Regions from separate parts of the Bicyclus anynana genome. Here region 1 is linked to region 2. Evidence: chromatin contacts called from public Hi-C data. All regions are on one chromosome and are shown on one strand. Each heading gives the region's core, a stretch centred on a gene start, on an enhancer-like site or on the middle of the called end of the contact. The rest is flanking DNA. Distances are from core to core; before and after follow the strand shown. Region 1 holds the start of LOC112053199 (partitioning defective 3 homolog). Region 2 overlaps LOC112053190 (Ca(2+)/calmodulin-responsive adenylate cyclase).

The links. A called contact is a pair of places that touch in the nucleus more often than the background predicts.
Region 1: a contact with region 2 is called in a Hi-C map of whole larva, with 2.2 times the contacts expected there. The contact joins the promoter of LOC112053199 here to the enhancer-like site in region 2. A contact is called at or near these places in 2 of 2 Hi-C or Micro-C datasets (whole body and whole larva).

The regions. Positions count from the first base shown.
Region 1 is chr5:11,540,115-11,546,749 of ilBicAnyn1.1, forward strand. LOC112053199 (partitioning defective 3 homolog) reads left to right here and starts at 5,119. Exons shown (of 21, transcript XM_052881689.1): 1 at 5,119-5,401.
Region 2 is chr5:11,503,735-11,510,324 of ilBicAnyn1.1, forward strand. LOC112053190 (Ca(2+)/calmodulin-responsive adenylate cyclase) reads left to right here. Exons shown (of 21, transcript XM_052881665.1): 21 at 1-1,450. Among protein-coding and RNA genes, the nearest start is that of LOC112053199, 38 kb to the right of the region's middle. Within about 2 kb of position 4,992, at least 8 of the 8 cell types and tissues checked have open chromatin away from gene starts, as enhancers often do.

The DNA of each region.
Region 1 (6,635 bases), core at 3,869-6,368, 37 kb after region 2:
TTTATTAGATGTACCTAGGTAAAGGTAGGTAAACGTTTAGTCTTAAAAATATATTTTTACTTAAATATTATTTTATATTCTGTATATTCTGTACCAAACATTAATTAATGTCCAGATTAAAATTGATCACATACCTAGAACTTATTATATGTAGAGGTTACTGACCTCGAAATAAATCGAAGAAGAGATTGATTTATTTAGAAATCGGATGCATGCGGTCAACTTAATAACCACAGTTTCATAGTTCAGTTACTCTAACTTAGATTAATTTGCTTTTCTGGGACATCTTGACGGCCTCCGTGGCGCAGTGGTATGCGCGGTAGATTTACAAAACGGAGGCCCTGGGTTCGATCCACGGCTGTGCCGATTGAGATTTTCTTAATTAGTAGTAGGTACCTCCCTACCCATTTCATTAGATTCGTCCATATCTAGCTGGTATTCTCGTGTAACATACAATTCCCACGGATTCACGTATTTTTTTTTATATAAATACTAGTATAGTACATATTTTTTTTATATAAATTAAATTATAATTATTTAAAAGCAGTACCACCATCTAGTGGGTATCATGGCAAACATGTATCAGGTGCATAGTGCTTAACTTGTCAGCCGATGGACGTCCACTGCTAGGCCACTTAGCTACATAGGCCTCTTGCATAGACCTCCAAGCACAACGATCTCGAGCCGCCAGCATCCAGCGGCTCCCTGAAACCGCTTGATATCCTCGATCCACCTAGTGGGGGGTCGACCAACACTGCGCTTTCCGGTGCGGGGTCGCCATTCCAGCACCTTGGGACCCCAACGTTTATCGGCTCTTCGATGTGACCTGCCCATTGCCACTTCAACTTCGCGACAAACTGAGCTATGTCAGTGACTTTGGTTCGTCTGCGTCTCGATCTCCTTATTTCTGATTCGATCACGCAGAGAAACTCCAAGCATAGCTCGCTCCATCGCCCGCTGAGTGACTTTGAGCCTTCTAATAAGGCCTAAGGCATAGCGAAGCTTTAAAGAGGTACAACAAACTCCTACATTGTGAAAATAATCCCATAACAACCGCTACACGGGTTATATGTATGTAATAGTTGATAATTATGTATATATGTAACGTGTAAGCCATATGCGTTAGCAGCAAAACACTTATGGGGTTTCTATGGGAATTGATTTTTCATTGAGGTCAGCAAACTGTGCATTGGTTTTGTAACCTACGAGCAAAAGTAAAAACATGCAATATTTCCGGTTCCATTATAAATTAGAATTAGAATGTCTCTTTTAAACGTAATTAAATAAGAATAATTATACGAATTAGGTACCTACATAAGTAAGTAGGAAGGTCGGCTATAATAAAGTAATAAAATACGGAATAATAGTATTTCTTGCTTAGATAACACTTTTCAAAAATTCGTACCTACATACAATAAAAATACATAATATTATATTACCGCTGAGTCGAGAATACCTTTTTAACCGACTTCAAAAAAGGAGGAGGTTATCAATTCATCGGCATCTTTTTTTTGCACTATCTATTTATTTCAAAGTACCTAAAACAAATTGTTTGACAATAGTACATTATATTATTTTACCTAGGTATTTATCAAGTAAAATAATATAATGTACCTATGTATTTAAATATAGTAATATAATGTATTTTATTAAATATTGTACTATACTTCAGTTACTTAACTAGCAAATAGCTGAACGAAAATTCGTATCTGTATTAGATTTCTGCATACTGCCATCTAGTGTAAGGAGTAAACTACAAACTACGCAGGTATAAATCAGTTATACCTGCCTACTTTTATATTTTTAATTTTTAAAACCAATTCGTAATATATTACAAATAATGTAATACGTGTAATGAATTTATTCTAGTATTCTTGGTTTGTCACTTTTACAAACCCTCGCACACTAGAGCCATAGACCGTGAATTACGTTGTAATTTACAGCTCAAAGTCTAGATGGCGCTAGCTCAATATTATTTATTGCTTTTAGTAGAATGCATCAGAACAATCAAAATATCAAAATCACGAAGAGATAAAGAGAAAGAAAAATTTGATATAACAGTTTGAGTTAACCATAAATATTGTTTTGTTATTTTTAATGTCATTCGTTAAGCCGTAAAGATACTGGGCGGCCATAAGCTAAATTATTTCCGCTATACCCACCTCCTCCTGTATTCTTGTATCCTGGTAAGTCACGGGAACATTTCGTCCCCGTAGAGCTGTGCCTGGTTTGTTTCCAACCAACCAATTCGTAATTTAAATTACAAATAATACGTGTAATGAATTTATTCTAGTACCTATTGTAAGTTTGTAATTTGTACAACCCTGGCACACTGGAGCCATAGACCGTGAATTACGTTGTACTTTACAGCTAAAAGTCTAGATGGCGCTAGCTCAATATTATTATAATTGCTTTTAGTAGAATGCTTAGTTATTAATGGTCTAAGAGTAGAATGCATGTTTATTAAAATGCATCAGAGCAATCAAAATATCAAAATCGAGAAGAGATATTTAAGAAAAGAAAAGAAAGAAAAATTTAATAAAAGAGATTAAATTAACCATAAATATTGTTTTGCTATTTTTAAAGTCAATCCGTCAAGCCGAAAAGATAAAGCTGGTCAAAGCTGAACCATTTCCACTATACCCACATTTACTGTATTGTCTGTACTGTCTCCTGGTAAGTCACTGGATCATTTCGTCCCCCTTATGAATAAATTGTTCATAACCTTATCAAACACATAATAGATCGATGATTCATAACTTTTTTTTGCTATTTATTAATAAACTCGCAAATAAAGTGTTTTATTACTTAAAGATAAATTCAGACCTAAGGTTAGACCTTCATAAAGCTTATTACTTAAGTTACCTTTGAAATAAATAAAATGAATAAGGGGACGCGTAATAATATAGGCGCCTTTCCTTTGGGAAAGTGTCCATTGTCCTTGATGACAACTGGATCAGGTCGACGGTCACCCCGACCGTTCCGCCGGTCGCGTCCGTCACGCCTCGCAGCCACAGCACATACGGACAGGCAAACCGTTTCCTGCCTGTGCCTATACAGAGTCCTTCCAACGTCATTTTAATAGGACAAAGCGTTAACGTGCTGATAGAAATGAAATTTTGGAAATAATTGAAATATTACATTACTAGCGGACGCCCGCGACTTCGTCCGCGTGGAATTTACTTTTTCACAAATCCCCCGGGAACCATGGATTTTTCCGGGATAAAAAGTAGCCTATGTGTTAATCCAGGCTATAATATTCTTAATACCAAATTTCAGCTAATTCGGTGCAGTAGTCGAGGCGTGATAGAGTAACAAACATTCATATCACCAATGTCATTAGTTTTCGCAAATCTCGGGAAACCATGGATTTTTTCGGGATTAAAAGTAGCCTATGTGTCAATCCAGAGAAAAATCTATTTCCATTCCAAATTTCAGCCAAATCGCTTCAATAGTAGCGGCGTTAAAGAGTAACGATAGTAGGATAGGATAGGATGGTGATCCTCATAATTATTTAAATATAATTTTCAATCTTTAGAAGTGGAGTTTGTAACATTCTTAAAAAAGATTATATTTTCTATTTATCTTATGATTTACGCAATTATGTATCTTAATCTCTTAAATATAGGAAAGCAGAAAAGTTCTTAGTATATTTTTCAGACTTTCCTACAAACTTTCAACCCTTTTACTATATACTTTCGTGATAAAAAGTGGCATAGGAGTATAATCTGCTGCTTCAAATTAATTGTACTATTTAGTCGTGATCGTGAAAACAGACACACATACAGACTTACTTTGGTATTTTATAATATTAGTAAATATGGATATGGATTATCGGGTCATATTTTTAAATCTGAAAAGTAAAATACATAAGTAGTAAATTATCTTTGCTATTTTGATCATGCTAATTCTATCACAAGAACTCTTGTGTCCAATTTATACCTGCCTACTTAATTTGTAATGTAACCATATGTATTTTACATTCCACTAATACGCAATAACTGTATGGCTTCCTCGTTTCTAATCCGGTGTTGCTAATCAATCATGATGTAGAATGCCTTTCCCATCTCTTGTTTCCTGTTATTTATTTTAATATGAATATTAATTATAAATAATACACACCTCCTAATTAATAAGAGGATGTTGTAGTAAAATTCCATCATTCTTCCTTCTTTCCTTCCATATTCCCATTACTTTCTCAAAACGTTTCGTATTGTGAGTCGAGAATACTAGATTTCAAATTATATTTGATAGATCATCATCATTTGTATTTTTAAGGTCCACTACAGAACCTAACATTTCTTATCCTTAGAAGAGAAGAGTTATTGAGCTTAGACCAAGAGCTTCAAATACGGGTAACAGGATGATACTCAAAATTTTTGTATTTATGACAATCATTTTTAGATGTTAATGATAATAACCGGGAACGATGTTAACATGCTCTCTGAGACAAATCGACATTTTTCAAAGATAGAGGTAATAATCTAAATTAACAGCTCAATACATTAGACTCTATAGATTGCCGCGCTTTGAGGAATGAGGGAAGGTAATGAATTGAAACTGACAAAATTGCAAATTTTGTTGCACCGTTGCAATGTCGCATGTTTCTTGGTGTTCTACCGGAAAAACTTTTGAGAGTGTGCTTAGGAATTCCACGTTTTTGTTCCTTCTTCTTGAACTCTTGAACTTGTAGACGTCGATAACGGCGAAATACGTATGTTGCGACATCAAGGTAACCTGTACCAAATGTTTGCAACGTTTCTGATCAAACTGCGTGACATCTTTAATGTATAAGTATATTTTTAAATTTCCATCAAGCATTATTAGCTACAGTCAAACCTGGTCAAACGCAAACCTATTGACCATAATAGCATGCTTATAAATCAGAGGCCTAAAACTCTTACATTGTTTCCTTCTGTAGATATAGCGAAAATTGATGACATATCAGGTGTTATTTAAGTAATTAAGTATCTGTAGGATCGAAATACGAATCTCTGTTTACACGGGGCGGCTAGCTCGGTCGGCGAGCTGAGGGGAGCGGAGGCGACCTGCCGACCGTCCCCCGGCCCCCGCCCCGTCGCCCCGGGTCGACGCGACCGGCGCACGCGCAGAAAACTGAGCCAGTTGCCCGCCGCCGCGCTGCCTCTTGTTTGTTTACATCCGCTATAATAAGTGACGTTCACCTTCGAATATCGAACATACACAGTGTGAGCAGTGAAGTGTGCTAAGATAAATTTAAATTAGGAACGTAATGAGTAATGACGAACGCGGACGTGGCAATTGAAGGCATTGTCACTTAACTCTGTAGGTATTTGTTAGCACAAAAGTTGCACAGTCCACTGCATAACGCAACCGATAGTGAAGGTTGAATTGTGACGAGAAAATTTTTGTAAATAAAGAGGTATGGAATTTTGGATTTGACAATTTCGGGATCATACACATTAAGTTCTTTAGGACCGTGAAGACCTTAAAATATTTAAGTTTAGCAGCTCCACAGTTGTTGAGGAAACGTCTTCATTGCACGCTCATGGGTTTGTAAAGAAGTACAAGTAAAACTTGAACAAAAAACAAGTGAACTTGCTTTTGCATCATTTTTTGTTGAATATCCAGTGTGGCATGACTGCACGCAAGTCGCCTGCGACCACAGAGCAATAATACGAGACAGAACTTTTCGCTTTACGATATATAATAAAATAAAAATAAAATATATAAAATATATATAAAAATATATATATAAATAAAATATATAAAAGATAATGTAATAACATGTAATTATAAACCTGCTGAGCCATTCCATACGATACCTATAAAATGCGTCTTAGTTTCATTTTATGCTTGTGCTTTCTAGTCTATATGCCCGAGTTAGTTACATTCGTTGCTTTCTAAGCACTAGATGTAGGTATCATTTTACAACACCACACTTGTCAAGGTAACTAACTATATAATCTAATTAGCTGTACCTACGACAACTAATTATACATTTTATCATAAATATCTTCTACTTTAGATTTTATGAATCATATTTTCAATATTAACGAAAGGATAAAGTAAGCAAAACCAAAACATCAAATCTGTGTTTTACTGGTTGTTTTCGGCATTCGTTGAAATGCCACGAAATCGTTTAATTTTTTACCAGGATTTTCATAGGCATAATCTGAATATCTCAAAAGATTCATCACTATGGGATTGGGTAGAAATTAATGAAAATATACAAACACATTATGAACATTCTTTATTGTTGGGTGTACATACAACAAATTCCGGTCAAGTATGTTAGTAAGAAATTATAAATACAGTTGTGGCGGCACTCCTAAATACCACCATTGTCATGGTTCGCAGTTGTATCATTTAGAGCTACACTAGCAATTGTCGCTGATCTATATACCCAGATCTCATCATAGAAAGCTGCTATGCTATTATTTGAGTCAGCTATAATCTGCGGTTGGGTTTTTACAAAAGACCTCCGTATTAATTTTAACTTCACCCAACTGTAAATTGTTCTCCCAAATTATATCACCTGATTGTCTTCACTTTGCTTTCGCTTCTTTCCAAGCATGTATACCTCTCTTACTTTTTTGTGTAGAGTGAATCTAAAAGCCTTACAAATTGCTTCAATCATTATGTATTATTATATT
Region 2 (6,590 bases), core at 3,742-6,241:
GCTTGTACTTATTAAAATGCGATAAATAGATTGCATTGCCCAAGTTTTGATGGTCGTGGAACACAAAATGATCTATTAATTAATATAAATATTATTTTTACGGATCCAACGATGCTTTGAAAGTATTATAACAGCTTGGATTTTTCTTTTTATACCAACAATGAAGTCAATTATCGCATGATAAAAATGAAAATTATAAAATGTAGCTTTGGCCATGGGATTGCGAATTTAAAAGAAAACTTGAAATACTTCTACGAATTTATAAAAACGGTTTACTGTATCATACTAAATAAAAAAATAAATTTATATTTTGTGCTACTCCACACAAAAAAAATGTTTTTTTTTTTAATGCACAGTAAGAAAATTTTTAATTTTTATAATTGTTTTTAAAGCTCAATTTTCTAAAGTCATCTTTTATCAATGATGATCAAGTCAGCTTGTCTTAGTCGTTCATTTTTTTATTATTTTGTAGAAAAAAAAAACAAAGATGATGTTCATTTGTTCAGTATGATGAAGTGATGATTATGTAAAATCAAGTGTCTTTTAACACGAAAGGAGTTTTAGTAAATATTGTTAATCTTTGTAAATATTGTTAATCACCTATCTAGCGCTGTAATCTAAGTAGTTTAGAGCATGCTGTGAAAATATATCTTATTTTTGGAAGGGATCTCTTATTTGCAATCAGTCTTCTCAGTATGTCAATTTTTAAAGATTTTTCTCGTTAAAATGTTTAGGTGTAGTGCCAAATATTTTGCTTAATTATCTCGTTGTATTTATTTCAAAACTTACTATTTATATGTTCATGGTATTAGTTTATGTAATATTATATTTTTTACAAAACATCTATGAATAAACTTAGTTTAGAACTTCCGACTAAACCAGTAGTAACCATCGACATAAATGACATGTAGAAAATTATAAATTGGTAATTAAAATTATTTATGTAATTTAAATAATATAGCTGATTTAGTCACAGTGAAGATGTTTCGATATATATATTAGAATATACAATTATAAATCAACTTATGACATAAAAATAAATAAATATATTGTATGTGTTATGCAATAAACTATCGAAATGGTGTTGAGATTATTGCCCTCTTGCTTAGCTTTCATATTGCAAGAGCAGGAAGCGAAATGGCCTTCAATATTTCAGTAATGTTTGATTAATTTATCTCTAATATTAATTTGTATTGGTCTGTATTGTTAGTATATTATAAACCTACTACCTATATTAGAATCCGTTAGACTGTATTATGACAAACAATTTTATTGTTCCTAAATCAGCTACCACCAAACAAATGTTTGCCAAATATCAATGTATTAATTAAATTATTATTACTGTATACTTCAAATTCTGCATACTTGAGTGAATTACGTGATATATTTATTTATTTCAATTAATTAAGCAATAATAATTACATACAAATAAAGAGGTTCGAAAGACCGGTACCGTCGTTTTATTTTTTGGAATTTTTAACATTATCTACTACATACGAGTATTATCGACGTTTCAAACTGTCAGGTGATTTTTTTTTAATTGCAACTACTAGCGTAAACTCGTATATAGGAAGGCATGCTCTATACATATCTCGTGTTCCAGCTTTAATTGTAAAAACTAACGTATTATTTAAAGAAAGGCATGATTCCATGCTTTATACGTATCTACTACATAATAAATATACCACCTATTCGTGTAATGGTGTCCCATAGGATCGCGTGTCATGTTCGTGGCGTCCCACGTCGGCTTCGGTGTTGTTTTCCGCATACTAATGTCCCCAGCCTTGAATTTAATGCTATGGAGTTTAACGAGCGAGCTTTAAAGGCACGACCGTTGGAAGTATCCGTTGTTTTAACTGAATCGAAGATCGGATTACTTTGGGATTTTAATATGGATTGTACTTCCCTGAATTAGCTTTGAAACAGGTCTCTAATTTAATTTAAAAATTTAATTTACATCTTCATCTATCTGCCTTTAGATATTCATTCATTCTACTCGACATACAGCCGTTTGCGTAATTTGAGAGGAAGATTATCATTTATCTTCTTATTACCTACGCTGTTTCAATTCACTGCGTAACCTAAATTCGGCAATTTAGGCTCTCTCTTCGTGCTCTCTAGGCTCTAGGATGCAATAGGTACGAGATGGGTATAATATCAACTAAAGCCTCAATTAGAGACTCAATAGCTCAACGGTCGGACTCATGACCGAGGGGTGGTGGTTCGTGGTCTATTGCTGTACCCACTACTAATACAGTCTTTTCCGACTAGTTGGAGAACAATGGGAATATTGGTCATATTTAAAAAAATATATATATTCTTTTAAAAAAAAAACTAAGTATTCAAATCCGGTGTGTTCCTACGATTTTTTGGAAAGACCTTTTTTAACCGATTTCAAAAAAAGGAGGAGGTTATCAATTCGTAGGAATATAAATTTGCAACTGAACAACTGTAAAGGCTTTTTTTTTAAATTTAAAAGATGTTAAGAGATCTTATCAAGTTGACGCCATTGTTACTCAGTCTTTTGTATTTTAAATATCTGTCCTTTGTTGAAACATTTCTTCACTTCTTTTACCTAACTTTGCCAATACAACCAAATACCTACTTATAAATCTAATTTTAGTTTATATTTTAAGTATAATTTTTTAATACATCTTTGTTTTGATTCTTTGATTGCACATTTCCGGTATAAACTGGTTCATCCTTTCGATTTCACTGGCTGTTATAAGTTAACACTGAAATAATTGCATTGTGCAATTCACTTCCAGCAAGGTTTGCTCAGAAAAACTATGCATTCCAAACTATTCATGTGGAAATACTGTTCTATTGTTTCCTTTCTATGTGTTTGACCGATTACTGCCGACTCATAAGGCACTTTGGTTTTTACTTATGAATGTTTTTTTTTTAACTAGGTATACAAAGATCTGGATATTCCTACTATGACATGTTACCTTAACTTGTCTAATGACCATTTGATATAAGTAAGATCCATAGCTGGGCATTAACTCGTTAATCCGTTAATCGTTAATTAACGAAGTTAACATGTTCATTAACGGATTAACTTTTAAGTTAACTTTTAAAAATGTTAACGGACTCGTTAACTTCCGTTAACGTGCAGAAGTCCGTTAATTGTTAATCCAATGCCTACTATTTACCGCGCGACGTGATTAACAGGTTTAAACAAGTAAGAAATTATGAAAGAATTTTTTTTCAAAGAAATCAACAAATTACTATATTTATGTTAAAATTATAGATAAAATCAACTAAAAACAAATTATGGCACTTTTCTCCAGTGCTCACCTTTATTTTTCCAATGGGAATCTCACACAATAATATAAAAAAATGCAATATTAACCAGTCATATTAACGGATTAACGATTAACGTTAACTTGCGTTAATTCTTCCGACATGTAACGCTTTAACGTTTAACGAAGCTAACTTTTTTTGTAGCGGATTAACGATTAACGAAGTTAACTATTTGATTAACGGTGCCCAGCTATGGTAAGATCATACAATGAATAGGGATGATGGTTTTTTAAATTGTATATAAATTAGGATTATGCTAATAGTAAAGCAATTTTGTAAAAGTAACAGGGTATCTGCGGTCATTACTTTCGGAGCTACAGGGATTTAAAGGGTCAGATTTGCGACGCTAACTAATGACGTCGTAGGTAATTTAATGATCGTTAGATTTGTACGTGTGTTCAAAAAAAATACTAATATCTTTATTATTTGTGCGTTTATGGTTGTAGTATATTTATTAAAAAATGTCACATTTAATGTAAGGAAGCTAAAACTGTATGAATTTTCATCTAATTACGATAAAAGATTTTTGATAGATTGTGAAATTTTATAATCTCATTTATTTTGCAAATATCCAGACAATCCTTGCTTTTTATGAATAAATTAGTTAACATTGACCTTATTTACACGAATGTATCATAAAAATCAGTATATTCAAACCTAGCCATCATCCCCATTAAATACAATAACAACTATAGGAAATAAAAAATCCGTTGGGCTAAATAGACCAAACAAAATGTATGAGAATGACAAAATATGCTATTAATAATTAGCATATTATTTATAATGTAAATACTTAGTTGACCTACAACCGTACTTGTACGCCTACATAAAAAAAAGTATTAGTACTACTTAGGTATTATGTAGGCTTAATAAATACATGTTTTAATGCTTGGGAGATGAATGATGATGTAATAAATTAAATGACTACTGGTAATTTTAAATTTACCATGATAAAATTGTCGTTTGCTCTCAAAATATGCAAACATTAACACAATAATATCAGTGGCGTGCACAAGGTTTTAAACTAGGGTATGCACTATAAGTAAAAATTGGAAAGCCTTGTCCAACTATGTATTTTGTGTCGAACATAGGTTTGTATTGAATCCTTAGGGTGGGAAGGCAGCGCATTTTTGCATCTATGAAGTGCACGCCACTGAATAATATCTACTAATAGGTAGTACCTTAATATATAAAAGGTCAACATCACGAAATCTCGAAAACTATTTGACGTACAAAGATGAAATTTGGCAGGGAGGTAGTTTATAGTTAGAAGACGTCCGCTAAGAACGGATTTTGAAAGAGGACCGGATTTAGGAGGTCTAAGGGAGGGCAAAGTCACGGGTGTCCGTTAGTAAGCATATTAAGTGCATTGTTGGCTAATAAGGTAAATTGTTTTATTTCAATGTAAATAGTTACATTACAACAAACATACTTATATCAAAGTGTCAAGTATGCACTTAGTGTAAAGAATCAAGTAGGTGCTTTGATATTTATTTCCTCTGTTCTGAAAACTCGTGACTCAGTTACCTAGTGAGGGCGGTTTCATTCAAAAAATTGAAGTAGTTGACATGCAATGCAAGTGAAACACGGTTTCGGGTAGCGCGCAGGTATGACGCGGCGAGACGCGCGCGCGGCACAAGCGCACAGCTGCCGGCCGTGACGCGGCTGGCGATTGGCTGGCGCGGGAACCGGTCGCGCCCCGCACCCCCTGCCCGCTTCCCCCGCCACTGACTTCCATTCCAAACGAATTCTTATTCATACTCCTCGCTATGACCGTTGCTGTCGCTAATCGCGCGCTCGAGCCCGTATTCCGCGTAATCTTATCGAAATGTGCTCAATGTTGAATGCCATTACTATACCAAACTCGTATTGATAGATACAAAACAAACTGCGAACCGATCCAGTGCGAGCGGCCGCCGCACCCGGCGCTATGAAAACTCACGACGGGACCGGTGGTTTTGTCCTTTTTGTTTCAACGGTGCTTTGTGAACGGCTACGACATAGGGCCACCTTTGCCATGTGCGTCAGATAGTGTTGTGCTCCTATTAGTTTTTGGACAAACTAATATGCTAGCTTGTGGAATCTTACCGTGTATAGTGTAGTGTGAGCAGTGTTCGGTGAATCATAAGTGTTAACATGAAGGTGACGGTGTGTTTTGGTTCCGTACGAGTGTTGGTACCTTGCGGCGCTGGCGACCTGTTGGTCAGGGACCTCGTACGGGAAGCTACTCTCCGATACAAAAAAGCGACCGGACAGGTTAGTGTTTCTCTAAGTCGCATTGACATGACTTTTGACATTTAATCTAATTTCGCGGGTTTTTTCTCCAATTTCATTGGTGGATACGGTGGCGCTTTCTTTGACTCGAAAATAACGTTTTTTTTTCCGATAAGTTTTTAAAATATCAAACTACCTTACTAAATTTTTATTTTATGAATGTATCTAAGGAATGTATGTTCTAAGTTCATTCATAATATTAATATCTAGATACATTATGATAGGTACATAATGGATCTAATAAAGCATAGCAATGAAGCCATTGCCTTACTATATTTTTGTTCTATGAAGGCACTTATTTCATTTACCTATATAATTTACCTGTTTATAATTTACCTATCTTGATCTATTAAAGCATATCATTGAAACATTACACTGCATTTATATGAGCCACACCTGAGAATGCGACTAATCTACAACCTACGTTTAACTCTCGTGTTTGCCGAATGAGTAGCACAATGTTGGCCACTTGGCCACATCTCGTTTTTGCGTATCTAACGATCATTTCGCTATGGAATGCAGAATCGTGGTGGCGAGAGAACCACTTTCGCGACAATATTAGTCTCGACAGTCTCGTATCAGAGTTTATCGTAGCGGTGCCGGAGATGCGGTCAGACTAGATCCATGCACGACTTGGTCGAATTTCGTAATGGGAACAACAGGTTTTACATTCGTCGATATCAGACGGCAGACGGCAATAAATGCGGGGTCATCGGCTTGACTCATGACATGACGGTTTTTTTGTGGTTAGGCCGATGTTTTATTGTTGTTACACTTGTTATTTATCAATTACTGGATTTACTCATATAATTTAATATGCGTTTGTATTTCATATAAATTGAGTAACTTACCTAACTATACTAAAGCCAAACTCGATGAGTACTGTTTACGAACAAACAAATTAAAAATGAGGGTAAGAATCTCTAGTCTGAAATGACTAGAGATTCTCCTTATAATAATTATAATTAAGTTGTTCATAAATTAATGAAAATAAATTTGATTAATAACAT